Linked DNA regions of Zea mays: regions 1 and 3 are each linked to region 2. The links are chromatin contacts, called in public Hi-C maps. All regions are on one chromosome and are shown on one strand. Each heading gives the region's core, a stretch centred on a gene start, on an enhancer-like site or on the middle of the called end of the contact. The rest is flanking DNA. Distances are from core to core; before and after follow the strand shown. Region 1 holds the start of LOC100272986 (putative glycosyl hydrolase family 10 protein). Region 2 holds the start of LOC100193461 (putative thaumatin domain family protein). Region 3 holds the start of LOC100283196.

The links. A called contact is a pair of places that touch in the nucleus more often than the background predicts.
Region 1: a Hi-C map of bundle sheath shows a contact between it and region 2, with 2.2 times the contacts expected there. The contact joins the promoter of LOC100272986 here to the promoter of LOC100193461 in region 2. A contact is called at or near these places in 6 of 25 Hi-C or Micro-C datasets (bundle sheath, ear, endosperm and 3 more).
Region 3: a contact with region 2 is called in a Hi-C map of tassel, with 2.7 times the contacts expected there. The contact joins the promoter of LOC100283196 here to the promoter of LOC100193461 in region 2. A contact is called at or near these places in 6 of 25 Hi-C or Micro-C datasets (bundle sheath, ear, leaf and 2 more).

What each region holds. Positions count from the first base shown.
Region 1 is chr1:33,110,308-33,114,240 of Zm-B73-REFERENCE-NAM-5.0, forward strand. It overlaps LOC100272986 (putative glycosyl hydrolase family 10 protein), which reads left to right and starts at 2,646. Exons shown (of 6, transcript NM_001147437.1): 1 at 2,646-2,853; 2 at 2,962-2,993; 3 at 3,815-3,933. The coding sequence starts at 2,760.
Region 2 is chr1:33,255,936-33,260,132 of Zm-B73-REFERENCE-NAM-5.0, forward strand. It overlaps LOC100193461 (putative thaumatin domain family protein), which reads left to right and starts at 2,631. Exons shown (of 3, transcript NM_001399093.1): 1 at 2,631-2,804; 2 at 2,935-3,697. The coding sequence starts at 2,741.
Region 3 is chr1:33,405,847-33,409,788 of Zm-B73-REFERENCE-NAM-5.0, forward strand. LOC100283196 reads right to left here and starts at 1,454. Exons shown (of 2, transcript NM_001156098.2): 1 at 1,252-1,454; 2 at 254-1,162. The coding sequence starts at 1,417. The coding sequence ends at 480.

The DNA of each region.
Region 1 (3,933 bases), core at 1,396-3,895, 150 kb before region 2:
CGCGGCGGCGGCGTCGAAAGGTCGCTGTGCAGCAGCAGCCCGCCCTGCATCGATTAGGGGTGAACCCGCCCAACTACCGGATACGGATAGTGTAAATACTTATATTTTTATACGGATTTAGCTATTTTTATATTCAGGACGAATACAGATAATATCCGAATAGTGTAGCTTCGAATTTGAGTCGGATACAGAGCGGTTACTACCCAGATATTCGGGGTTAGATACGGGTACTCGATTTTGTTCTGCATCATAATATAGTTATAGAATTATAACTTTTACATATGAAACCGGATAAAGATAAAGTTTATATGAAGATTATAGAGCTAGAAGAGATCTATAACTTTGTAGTACATCACATTTTTGTTTAAACATATTTTTAGACCAAAATAATTGAAATAATGTCTAAATTTATATTAAAATAATAGACTTTTGGCATTTTCATATGGGACTTAAGGTTATCTCCATGTGAGAACTTAAGATTATCTTTTTATAAACTATTTATTAATATTGGTAACTTAGTTGCAATTTTCGATCGACACTACAATATTTTTATGAATTTAATTGTATTTTAATGATTTTCTAAGTATCTAAGTTTTAACATAATTAATACTTCACTTTACCATTTTACGTGGGAATTTGAGATTATATTCTATAAAATGTTTATTAGTCTTGATAATTTACTTGTAATTTCATAGTCGAACAATAATATTTTATGATAACCAATTAATGCATTATCCGACAAGTATCTGATATCCGATCAAATAATATTCGTATCCGTCACTTTTCCGCTCAGATAAATATCCGATCCATATATCCATACTCGTCCTGTTTCTAACTATGCATATCCGATCTCAAACCCGTTTTAAATACATTAGGATATGATACAGGATACTATCCGTCCATATCTGTCCATTTTCACCCTAGCATCGATGCGCATGCGCTCTTTCTCCTCCGAGACCCTGTGGTGGTGGCGCCTACAATTGAATACTTTTGTGAACGAACGTGGTAGGATTAGCGCGCGTGCGAGCGCCCCACTCCGCGTATTTTGTGCAGCCTGTAGCCGCGTGTACACGGCTAGTCGGCTCTACGGAACAAAAATAAAGATACTCCGCGAGTGCCCCCCACTGTCCGTGTGTATTTTGGGGGCAAGGCAAAGCACCGGATGTTCTAGCAACCGCATGGCCGCATGCATTGCATGGCCCGTGTTCGCAAAGGGGATCCCTTTTTCTGGCCGGCAAGCGCGCGGCTTTGGAAACCCACTTCCGAAAGGCAGACAATAATTCCAACCGCTGCGGCGTGCGGTGCCTTTGGACCGATGATTCCCCTGTGGAAAAGATGGGCTTAAACTCTCCCCCCCTTTTCGTTTGTTTGGTGAAGAAAGCCGACGAAGATAATAATAATAAGAAGATTTATCGATACGCGAAAGGCAGCGGTAGGTTGTAGCCGAATTAAGTACAATACAATGCTGTATTCAGTTTTATACAAGTGGGCTGCTTTTGGCAAATTAGTAAAACGTACCAAGCGATGCACGTAACCTACGTTATGTTTTCACAATGCGGTAGGCCGTGTAGCACCCAGCTACTACACACTACTGCCGCTAACCTATGTACTACTAAAATATGAACACCGGGTGTTCATGCACAACTATTTACTAGCCGCACGAGTACGGGGCAAGCGAGAGGATCGAAAAGGGAACTCGTGACATCGCCAGCCACTGATCGACCGACTTTTGCACCGCTTCATTCGCGGAATGTGTGATTATCCTCGTTGGTGAACGGCCTCAAGCAAGCCATGCAGAACAACGGCCTCAAGCACTTGCCGGCATGCCGAGCATCACTACATTCACACTAGCTCTCTACGGGACACGGCGCCCCCAGCGACACGTGAATTGGTGACAGGATATCGTACGTGACTACCACCCCTTGGGCTTTACCACGTACACCGCCGACCCATCTGCGCCCGCCGGTTCAATGCCAGGGAGAAAACAACAGAAGAAACTTCGAGGTCCGCGGTACAGTTCCCATGGCGTGACGCGGGGCGGCGGACCCACACGAGACCACGGAATAAGGCGACGGGTACTCACAGGACCCTGATATGATCTTACCTTCTTCACCACCCCGTGCCTACTGCCTACCGCTCTGCCGCTCGCATGTGAAGTGAACCGGCCGGGGGAACAGGCGCTAGTACTGTTGGCTAGGCCCGGTGCAGGAGCACCAGCAGAAGACGGCCACCAGTGACCAGCCCGCTACGCTGGCTAATTTAGGAGTCCAAATACCGAAAGGAATTGAAGGAGCTAAAATCCATAATTTATTCAAAATTGAGTAAGTAGGGGATTTTAGTCCCTCCAAACTAGCCATAAGCGAACAGCGGGTTATTACTTGCGGCGGCAGCAGCAGACTCCCGAGGACCAGGTGTACGTGAATATACGTGGTGGGCAGCACCCACAGCGGCCGGCCCGTGACTCCGCCGGCCAGGGCCAGTGGTAGCTTGCCAAGTGCGAGAAGGCCGGCGCTCTCTGATCAAGTGCGGAAACGGGTGGTGCCAACTGCCATGTGACCACCGGCTATATATAGCGATGCACAGCTCCCCTTGCTCTGATCACGACCCGCGTGTAGGTGTAGCACTCTCCATCCTCATTGCTAACTGCTCGATTCTCCTCCATACCCTTGTGCACGCACAGCCGACACTGCAGTGAGGAACTTGAACAGAGGAAGAAGCCCGGCTGAGCGCTCTCTCGTCTAGCTAGCTGCGCTGCGGCGATGAAGATGCATCGCTTCGCTCTGCGTGGCCTGGGGTTTCTCGTCCTGTGGATGCTGCATTGCGGAAGCGAGCTCGCCGCGGCGGTGCCTCCAGGTCAGTGGCTCGCACAGTCGCACTCCCCCTTTCTACCTCTCTCTCGTACTTCGTTTTTTTTCCTGCGAGTTATCATATCCATCGTTTGAGCTTCCTGGTGACATGCAGATGGCTGGTACGATTACTCCGCCTACACCGACGTAAGTCTCCATGCACCGAATGAAGCATTCTTTTTTCTTCCAGAATCGCCAAGCTTTTATCTGCACACGTCATGCATGAGTAACACCCAGCAGCAAATGCAAGTTCGTTTCGTTCATTATTAACCGTTCAAACTATATGCGTGTATCTCTGATGGTTCTTGCATCTTTATCAAACACACCATTTCACCCGGGTGACCACTAAATAACCAATGCGGTCGGCAGCAGAGAGAGCCGGGGAAGATGGCGAAGCTCAAAGCCGCCATTGTTGGGACCACAAAACAAATGCTTCCTCTTCCCCACAAGGCCACAAATCCACAATGCACATGATCCTCCCTCACTCTCTCCGGTCCGTCCGGCCGGCCACTCCAGTTTTGTTCCCATGCGTGCGCTGGGACACCTCAGCGCCCCCACCAGTACAGTACCTACCACACTACCAGAGATGCTAGCAGCCAATAGACATTATCACACGGAGCGAGCAAGTGACAAGTACTATACTACTACACTTCTCGTCTTCTCGATAGTATTCTAAGCTCCATCTGGAATGGTTGCAAGCATCGTGATCATCATGTCCCTCTTTAATTTATCAAGCCCTGCACGCGCGCGGCTAACATGCGGTTCTGGGCCGACCAAGTGACCAACTAACGCAGCGCAAGCAACAGTGAGCCTTCGCGTCGCGCGCGTGTCATCTGTCGCTGTCACGTCCACACCTATCATACGCTTGAGCTTTGATAGAATAAAATAAACTATGCGCGGCGCAGAACATGAACAACAGAGTAGAGCGCGGCGTGCGCTAACTCCAGGTTTATTTGCGTGGCGTCCAGTGCAGGGGCCAGCCGGAGCCGGCGCTGTACAACGGAGGCATTCTCAAGTTCGGCAGCAGCGGCGGAGACCCGGACGGATACCGCACGACGGAGACCGGCGTCTTCTCCCCGGCGTTCGT
Region 2 (4,197 bases), core at 1,381-3,880:
GAACGGAGTGGAGCTCATGCCCAGCCTCCTCCATTGGGCGCTTTTTTTCTCGATCGACATGCCGATCTGGTACGGTGCTCCCTTTCTCGCAAAAGGCAGACGGCAGAGATGGAAGGAGGCACGGGGGTTTGCTGGTCTCATTGGATATGAGTCATCGGTACTAGCTGAGTGGCGACTGCTACTCTGCTATGACACATGACACATGGACATTCTTCAGACTGGTAGACTGGTAGTTGCAAAAGCGGGTCTGCTATATCCACTCTTGCTGATCTGTTGCGAGGACTTTTGCCGGAAATCCAGTCATAACTATCACGGATTACATGAGCCCATCTCTAGATCCACGATTAGTCCTACCCAACGAGTTGGAGAAGACGTGTGAGTCAGACTAAGAAATGTCTGCGTCTAAAATGGTCACAACTGTGGCCTCCCTTTTTCGTCATCGTTAAAAAAGAGCACATCCATCTCCATCAAAAGTTTACGTGCACGCGTATTTTCTGTCTTCTGGGCATCCCGAAGGGTCCCACCTCCGATGCTATATCCTACTCTATCCCACCCAAAATAAAATTTGTTTTATACTTTTAGCTGACTCATACAATAATTAATGTACTTGTTTTATATATATATATATATATATATATATATGTGTCTATATTCATCATCGTGTATTTAAATAAGCTACCAACTTAGCAAATATAGTACTCTCTCCATTCTTTTTTATTTTTCATGTTTTACTTAAAAATGAACTAGCGATCGACAAATATTTGAGAACCGATGTGGTAATATGATACAATATAAATGCAGAGTTGTTGAACATTGGCCCAAGAGCAATAGGATTCATGACGGTGGCGATGACAGAGGAGCAATAAATGGATAAACTGGGGGTTATTATATGATGGGACCGAACTAAAAGTCTGCAATACATGCACACTCCGTCCATAAATAAAGAATGTATGCCATACTTCTTAAGGTTTGAATATAACTAAGACAATAGAAAACAATCTTGATATTTATATATCTAATAAATTTATTATAAAAATATTTTCTTCTCAAATGTAATAACACTTATTAGTCATTATGGACACTGATATTGTTTTAAATTATATTTGCTTAATTTTATTTTTTAAAAAAAAAAACTTTCTTGCTCTAAAAATGATATGTATGTTTATTTTAGGACGGAGGGAATTGTTCCATATGGCCGATGGAGGCTATATAGGGATGCTTATGTTTGAGTGTTGATAATGATTATTACTAGACTCCAGCAACCCATGTTATATTGTTTATCCATTCCAAAAAAACTGTGTGTTATTAGAACGCTTGAATCTGTTTTATTTGGGTTGAATTGTTCCAATAATACCTTTTTTCTATTGGATTCTTGAAATCCGATAGGACCAGCATCATCTGAACCTTTCTCCCGTTCGGTGAAAACAAAACATGTGCGCGGGGCCGCGGGTGCATCGGATGTGTTATCAGTCTTGGCTGGAGCCACGTGGGCATGTGTTTTCGGGTGGAGAAAATACCGCACACCTGTGGGGTCTGTGGGCCAAAAATCGTGGGAAAGAACTTAGAAACAACTAGTAAAAGATGTGCGAATGCCATAACCCGTCTATCCCAAATACTCACATTTTTGTCGTGCCTGCAAACCCGTACCGTTTGACGCCTCTGTCGCGCTGTGCTGCCGCGGCAATACGTGCCTCGTGCTTGAGAATGATTGAGATCCCGTGCGCCCATCAGCCCATGTGGGAAGGCGAACTAACTGCTTGTCTTGTTGGTTCTGCTCAGCTCTTGTAGCACTAGGCAGCTGTGCTCCCCCAGTCCCCTCCTCCCTCCTCATGAAACGGGCGGGCGATGATTCCTGGGCATGTGCTCGCTCGCTCGCTCGCTTGCCAACAACATGTTAGCGTCGGGCACTGAAGCTGGTAGCCGTCGCTGTCGCTGTCGTTGTCGAATCTAATGGCCCGAGCCGTCCTTGATTATTCCAGGCGTGAAACCTTATACCAAACACGAATACTCACTCCACTCCACCTCTGTTATTTTTTCCAGCTCCTTTTCCGCTAGGGAAGATTTCCCGTGGACGATGGAAAATCTCAAAATTCCAGATCGGTGAGGTGAAACCGAAACGAGCACACCACGTAACCGAAACCCGCACGGGCACAGCTTCCGGCCGGCGCGGGCCTTTTTTTTCCTTTCCTGCTCTGCTCAGCTTCCCCGTTTCTTCCCGCGTCGATCACCTCCGCTCCACACATCATTTCCCGTCGTCGACGATCATCTCTATAAAATGGACTACCGGACGAGGAGGTCAAAATACCAGCCAGCTCCGATCGGTCGCTCACGGGCGTCGAGATATTTTTGGGAGCTGATATCACCGCGACGCCGCGCACGGAGCCCGGAGCAAGGCGTGGTGGGACCGGTTATTGGTAGCGTATAGCAGCCCCACGCGCGGACAAAAAAGGAAGTCGGCGAGGGGAGCTGGACTCGGTGCCGACTTTGGCTGGGAGGCTGACCTCAGGGCCCAAGTGACCGACGGTCCTCCCCTCCCCTCTCCTTGGGGGGTCGGTCGTCCTCGTCCCTTGGGCTGCGCTGAGAGCCTGGACTCCTCCTATATAAAGTCAAGCGGACGTCAAAGATCAGTCGTCCGCCTCTCATCCCTCCCGTTGCGGCCGACCATCACCAACGGAAGTCGGCAGAGTGAGCCAAGGCCCTGTGTGTGTGTGTGTCTGCCACATTACCTACCCAGATCGAAATGGCGCGGTGCCCAGCTGCTCATGCCGCTCTCTGCTCCCTTGCTCTGCTCCTCCTGCTTCCAGGTGAGTTCGTGATCTCTGCTCTGCTCTGCTCCGCTCTGTCCCCGCCCTTTCGCATTCAAGCAGTGCGCGCTGCTGTTCCGTGACCCCGCGCTGACCCTCCGTGCGGCCGGCGCGCGCGCTTGCCTTGCAGCTGCGCGGGCGGCGACGTTCACCATGACCAACAACTGCGGCTACACGGTGTGGCCGGGGCTGCTGTCGGGCGCCGGCACGGCGCCGCTGCCCACGACGGGGTTCGCGCTGGCGCACGGCGCGTCGGCGGCGGTGGACGCGCCCGCGGGCTGGTCGGGCCGCGTGTGGGCGCGCACGCTCTGCGCCGCGGACGCCGCCACCGGCAGGTTCTCCTGCGCCACGGGCGACTGCGGCTCGGGAGCCGTCCAGTGCAACGGCGGCGGCGCCGCCCCGCCCGCCACGCTGGCGGAGTTCACGCTCGGCGGATCCGGCGGCCTGGACTTCTTCGACGTCAGCCTTGTGGACGGCTACAACGTCCCGATGCTCATCGTCCCCGCGCAGGGCGCGGGCGGTGGTGGCAGCAGCAGCAGCAGCAACGGGTCCGCGGGCGGCTCGAGCAAGTGCATGGCCACCGGCTGCCTCGTGGATCTCAACGGCGCGTGCCCAGCTGATCTGAGGGTAATGGCTGCGTCGGCGTCGGCGTCCGCGTCCGGCGCCGGAGGGGCTGTGGCGTGCCGCAGCGCGTGCGAGGCGTTCGGGTCGCCGCAGTACTGCTGCAGTGGCGCCTACGGAAACCCCAACACGTGCCGCCCGTCAACCTACTCGCAGTTCTTCAAGAACGCTTGCCCGCGCGCCTACAGCTACGCCTACGACGACTCTACCTCCACCTTCACGTGCGCCACCGGCATCAGCTACGCCATCACATTCTGCCCGAGCACCACCAGGTAAATTCTTTCCCAAAATGGAGGTTTCCCTTGTCATACAAGCTCCAAAGGTTAGTGTTTACCTGAAATGGCACCAAATTATTGAGGTGGCTGAATGCCTATTCCGGATGGCAAATTGGATAGCTTGAGACCAGAGGCTGAGACATCACACAGACAGTCCACACCACTAAGGCTTTATTTGTGTACTCTATTAGGGCTTGTTCGGTTCTACCCCAGTCCATATGGATTGAGGGGGATTGAGGGGGTTTCAATCCCTAACAAATCAAAATCCCCTCCAATCCGTATCAATCCCCTCCAATCCATATGGATTGAAAATAACCGAACAAGCCCTTATTAACCTCACTCCATATCGGTTGAGATGTATTAGGGTTTAAGGTCATGTTTGGTTTGATCGACTAAAGATTAGTCCCTTCATTTTAATCTTATTTAGTTTCTAAATTGTCAAACGGTAGTACTAAAATAGGAGGCTAAAATGGACTAAACCATATTAATTCCACATT
Region 3 (3,942 bases), core at 204-2,703, 150 kb after region 2:
CTCTAAGATCTCTCCTACTGGATCCCTACTGGGAGGCTTCTAGGTCTGTTGTGAAGAATACAATCCTCTATGCTATCACGGACCGTCCGAGTCCCAGACACGGACCGTCCGGACGTACGCAGAGGAGGCGCTCCCGCGTACAGGTCGCGGACCGTCCGGTCCTGTACCACGGACCGTTCGCGTCTCCGCAAAGAGTACCGCCAGTTCATCTCCCGATGTTTGGCGTCTACATCGGCTCCAACACGTGCTAGATAAAACAGTTGACATGAAATTGCCTCCATTAGATGGAAGTAGAACACACACTCTTAAACTGACCCAACGTTCATGCTGAACTAATCAACGTCACAAATTATTCCGAGGAAACTGCATAACCTGCAAAAGCCAAGAAACACTGTCCAAACATTCTAGTGCTGACTCTCCATCGCAGAAGGAGGAAAGAAGGGCAACTTCTTGAAGAACGGGAGCAGCCTCTTGAAGAGCTACGGGCCAGTGGCAGCGTCGTGCCTTGCCGGTGGGTGGTAGATGGGGGCTGGCTTCGGCGGCGAATTAACCGGCGCTGACGGCTCCGTGGGCGTCGACGGTGCAGCGTTCGCCGGCGTCGACGGAGGCTTGTGCTCCGGCTCGGGCACCGGCGCCGGTTTGTGCTCAGGAGCGTCTACCGGCGGCGTCGACGGAGGCTTGTGGTCCGGCACGGGCACCGGCGCCGGTTTGTGCTCAGGAACGTCTACCGGCGGCGGCTTGGTGACAGGCGGCACGGAGTGGCCGTGAACGGGCAGGTGCGGGATAACCACAGGCGTGTGGACTCCTACGTGATGGTGGTGCATGCTGTGGAAGAAAGGGTGGCAGAGGAACGCCGAGGCGCACTCGGGCGACGGTTGGTAGACCCTGCCGCCGAGCGCGAGGAACGTCTTCCCGTTGCCGTTGGTGTGGGCCGTGTGGCCGGGTGGCGCGGCGACGATCCTGGAGGGCTCCTGCCCGGGGCACGGCGCACTCGACGCGCTGTGGATGAGCTGCGCGAAGCATTCCGACTTGAGCTCCCCGTCCTCGCCGACGGCGTCGGCGGCCAGCGGGACGCTGAAGGCCCCGGACTTGTTCACCTGTCCCACGGCTGCGCTCTCGTAGGCCCCCTTGCTGTTCTTGCACTTGATGGCCACCTGAAGACCTGGTGGAAAGTAAACGACAGACAAGTCATGCATTCACTAGCCGGCCAGACTGTTTTTAGTAATGCTATATCATGACACAACCTAGTACCTCTGAAAGCTGCCTCGGCGTTCATGTTCCTCCTGGCGCAGTCCGAGCACTTGGCCAAGCCGACAACAACCGGCGGTGCTGTCTCTCCCAGCGCGGCATTGGCGAAACCTATCGCTATCAGAATGCCAAAAACAGACACCAGTAGCTGTCGTGCCTGGATCTCCATTGTCGAGGAATGAGAAGACGTGGATGGGTGAGAGCTGGAATGGAAGCGCAGGGAGGCGTCCCATAAATAGGCGCCCGAGGTCTGACGGCGCAGCTCGATCGGCTCATGTTTCAGTGAAACTACATTGAAAGGCGACCATGGGCAGCTAAACTGAGCGCCGTCTTTGTAGATGGATCGCCAGGTAATATGGCCGCGTGCCGTGCGATCAGCGTTTCCTTCAAGCCTACTCATCCTCCAGCTATCCTCGTACTCGCCGTTAATTGTCCACACTCACCGCCGTACGTAGCGCGCGCGGCGGCATGTGGTCTCTGCTCGTCGTCACTGCGCAGCCACCATTGTCGATCTGGCCTTGCTCAAAAGTTGATGTGCGGAATTCTTGACAGACAGAGAGCGAGTGACCGGTCGCCATTTTCAGACTGAACTCGGTGAGATTTTATATACTTGGCATCTGTTCAGTTCCAACGCCATCTAGCCGTGAACTGGCTGTTGCAACTTGGTAACAAACTGAAGAGGGAAGCTTGATCGCCAGGCCAGAAGCGGACCAAAACCACCACGCCATGTTGCTTGCTCCCGATCGTTCGAGCCGGGACCCCCAGCTGCCGCGCGTGCCATCGAAGCAGGTGGCAGTGGCAGTGGCACTCGACAGTTCTCGGCATGCAGGCAGGACCGCGTGATGGGTTGTGGAGATCGTGCCCACTTTGTACCGACCTCTGCTCTGCACGATCGGACGGACGATCTGGATCCAGTCCAGTGCGTGTATAGTGTTCAACTAACCGTGCGCTGTCCACTCAATCAAGGAGAGACAATGATTAATGCAAAGGTAAAATTTCAGAATTGGAGCTTCTTCAGTAGCCGAATTGACACGGCAGTACAAAGTTGAAGGGTTATCACTTACAGTATGCCTCATTCAGTTTGGCGTCGAACGGCTGGCTTCAAACACGCACGCCCCATTACACCTGAAAGTCGGTTGACAGGGAATAGAAGGCCGGAACTGTTCCGGCCCGGATTGCTTCTTTAATTTGTATAAGTTTTGATCAACAGGAATAATTCTGGGTGCAATCCTATGGAAACGAACAGGCCCTTAGGCCGATTTAAAGAATGATTGTTCGGGTAGGCTCAATATTGATCGGAATCGATTGAGAATGGCGTGACTGACAAATCTGAATCCAAACGGACCATGGGGGTCCATTTCAACACAGGATCAAGCTTAGTATTTCGGTATTTCCTCTTCCTGCAGCGCGGACTATACCGGGCTGGTCAACTTCACTTGAAATTGTTTATGCTTCAACGGTTGAAATTGTTTATGTCGAAAAGCGCACATCAAAGTCTGAACAGCCTGCGCAATTATTATTTTTTATTTCTGTTAGAGAGAAGAAAATAAGAACCATGAGCAGTACTGGGCTGGGCAGATAAACAAAAAACCATCGAGCTACTTTGTTTCTGCCAGGCCCATGTAACATTGATATGTTTTATTTGTCTTCGGTCTAGTACGGTCGCCCTCCGCCGTGATGGGCTGGAGGAATCTTGAAACCCTTCCAGTCCTTTTGCGGTGGCAATTTCGGCCATTTAAAGAAAGTATAATGGTCGCGGCTCAGCCATGAGCACAGGACCTACTGTAGGAAAATCTTATGTGTCAAATCCTTTCTTCCCTAATATATGCAGAAGCGACTATCAATAAAAGCGCACTTCTGATACAGTTTAGCTGCATAGTTGTTTTTACGGGGTGTTTGAATGCGCTAGAACTAATAGTTAATGTTTAAAATTAGTTTAGACATCTAAACATCCTAGCTAATAATTTAGTTATTAGTTATTTTTGTTAAATTAGTTAATAGTTAGGTAGTTATTTGTTAGCTAGCTAATTCCACTAACAATTTTTAGCTAACTAACTATTAATTCTAGTGCATTCAAACACCTCTTAGACAATGCTCCCTTCATACTGAGGTAGAAATCCTTTAGGACATGATGATGCATACCATAGAGTGTTTAATTAGGGTGACATTTGCTATGTTTGCCTATATTAAATAGCGTTGCGGCAGTATTGTTGACACAAAAACCATTCGTTTAAATTAGTTACATAGAGGTCGAGGAACAGGGACATGAGGTCTTAAGATAAAAAAATCCTATACTTTTTTTTTTCATTTCGCCCGTTTTCATTGCATGGCGCTTTTTTTCTAAAGTTTGAGTTCCGATCCTATTTAAAGGCTAAGATAGTGTTAATACACAGACGCTCATATCGAAGGATATGCGTTGCCGAGCAACGCGTGTAGTTAATTCAAATGCACAGGAACTGCATAGAAAACAAAGCGTTGAAGTGGGCAAAGCCGTCTAAAATAGAGTACTAGTATCCAAAACGAGTTACTTTGTCAATCTTCAGCTATCCCATCTTCTATTTTTATATGAAGGGAGTACATTGTTTTATCATTATTTGAATATAGAAAGAAATAGAAAACTCTTTGTTGTGAATTATTTTTGAACTATACTTGTTTGGACATGTATAGTGGAGAGACATTAAAACGGTTCTCAAA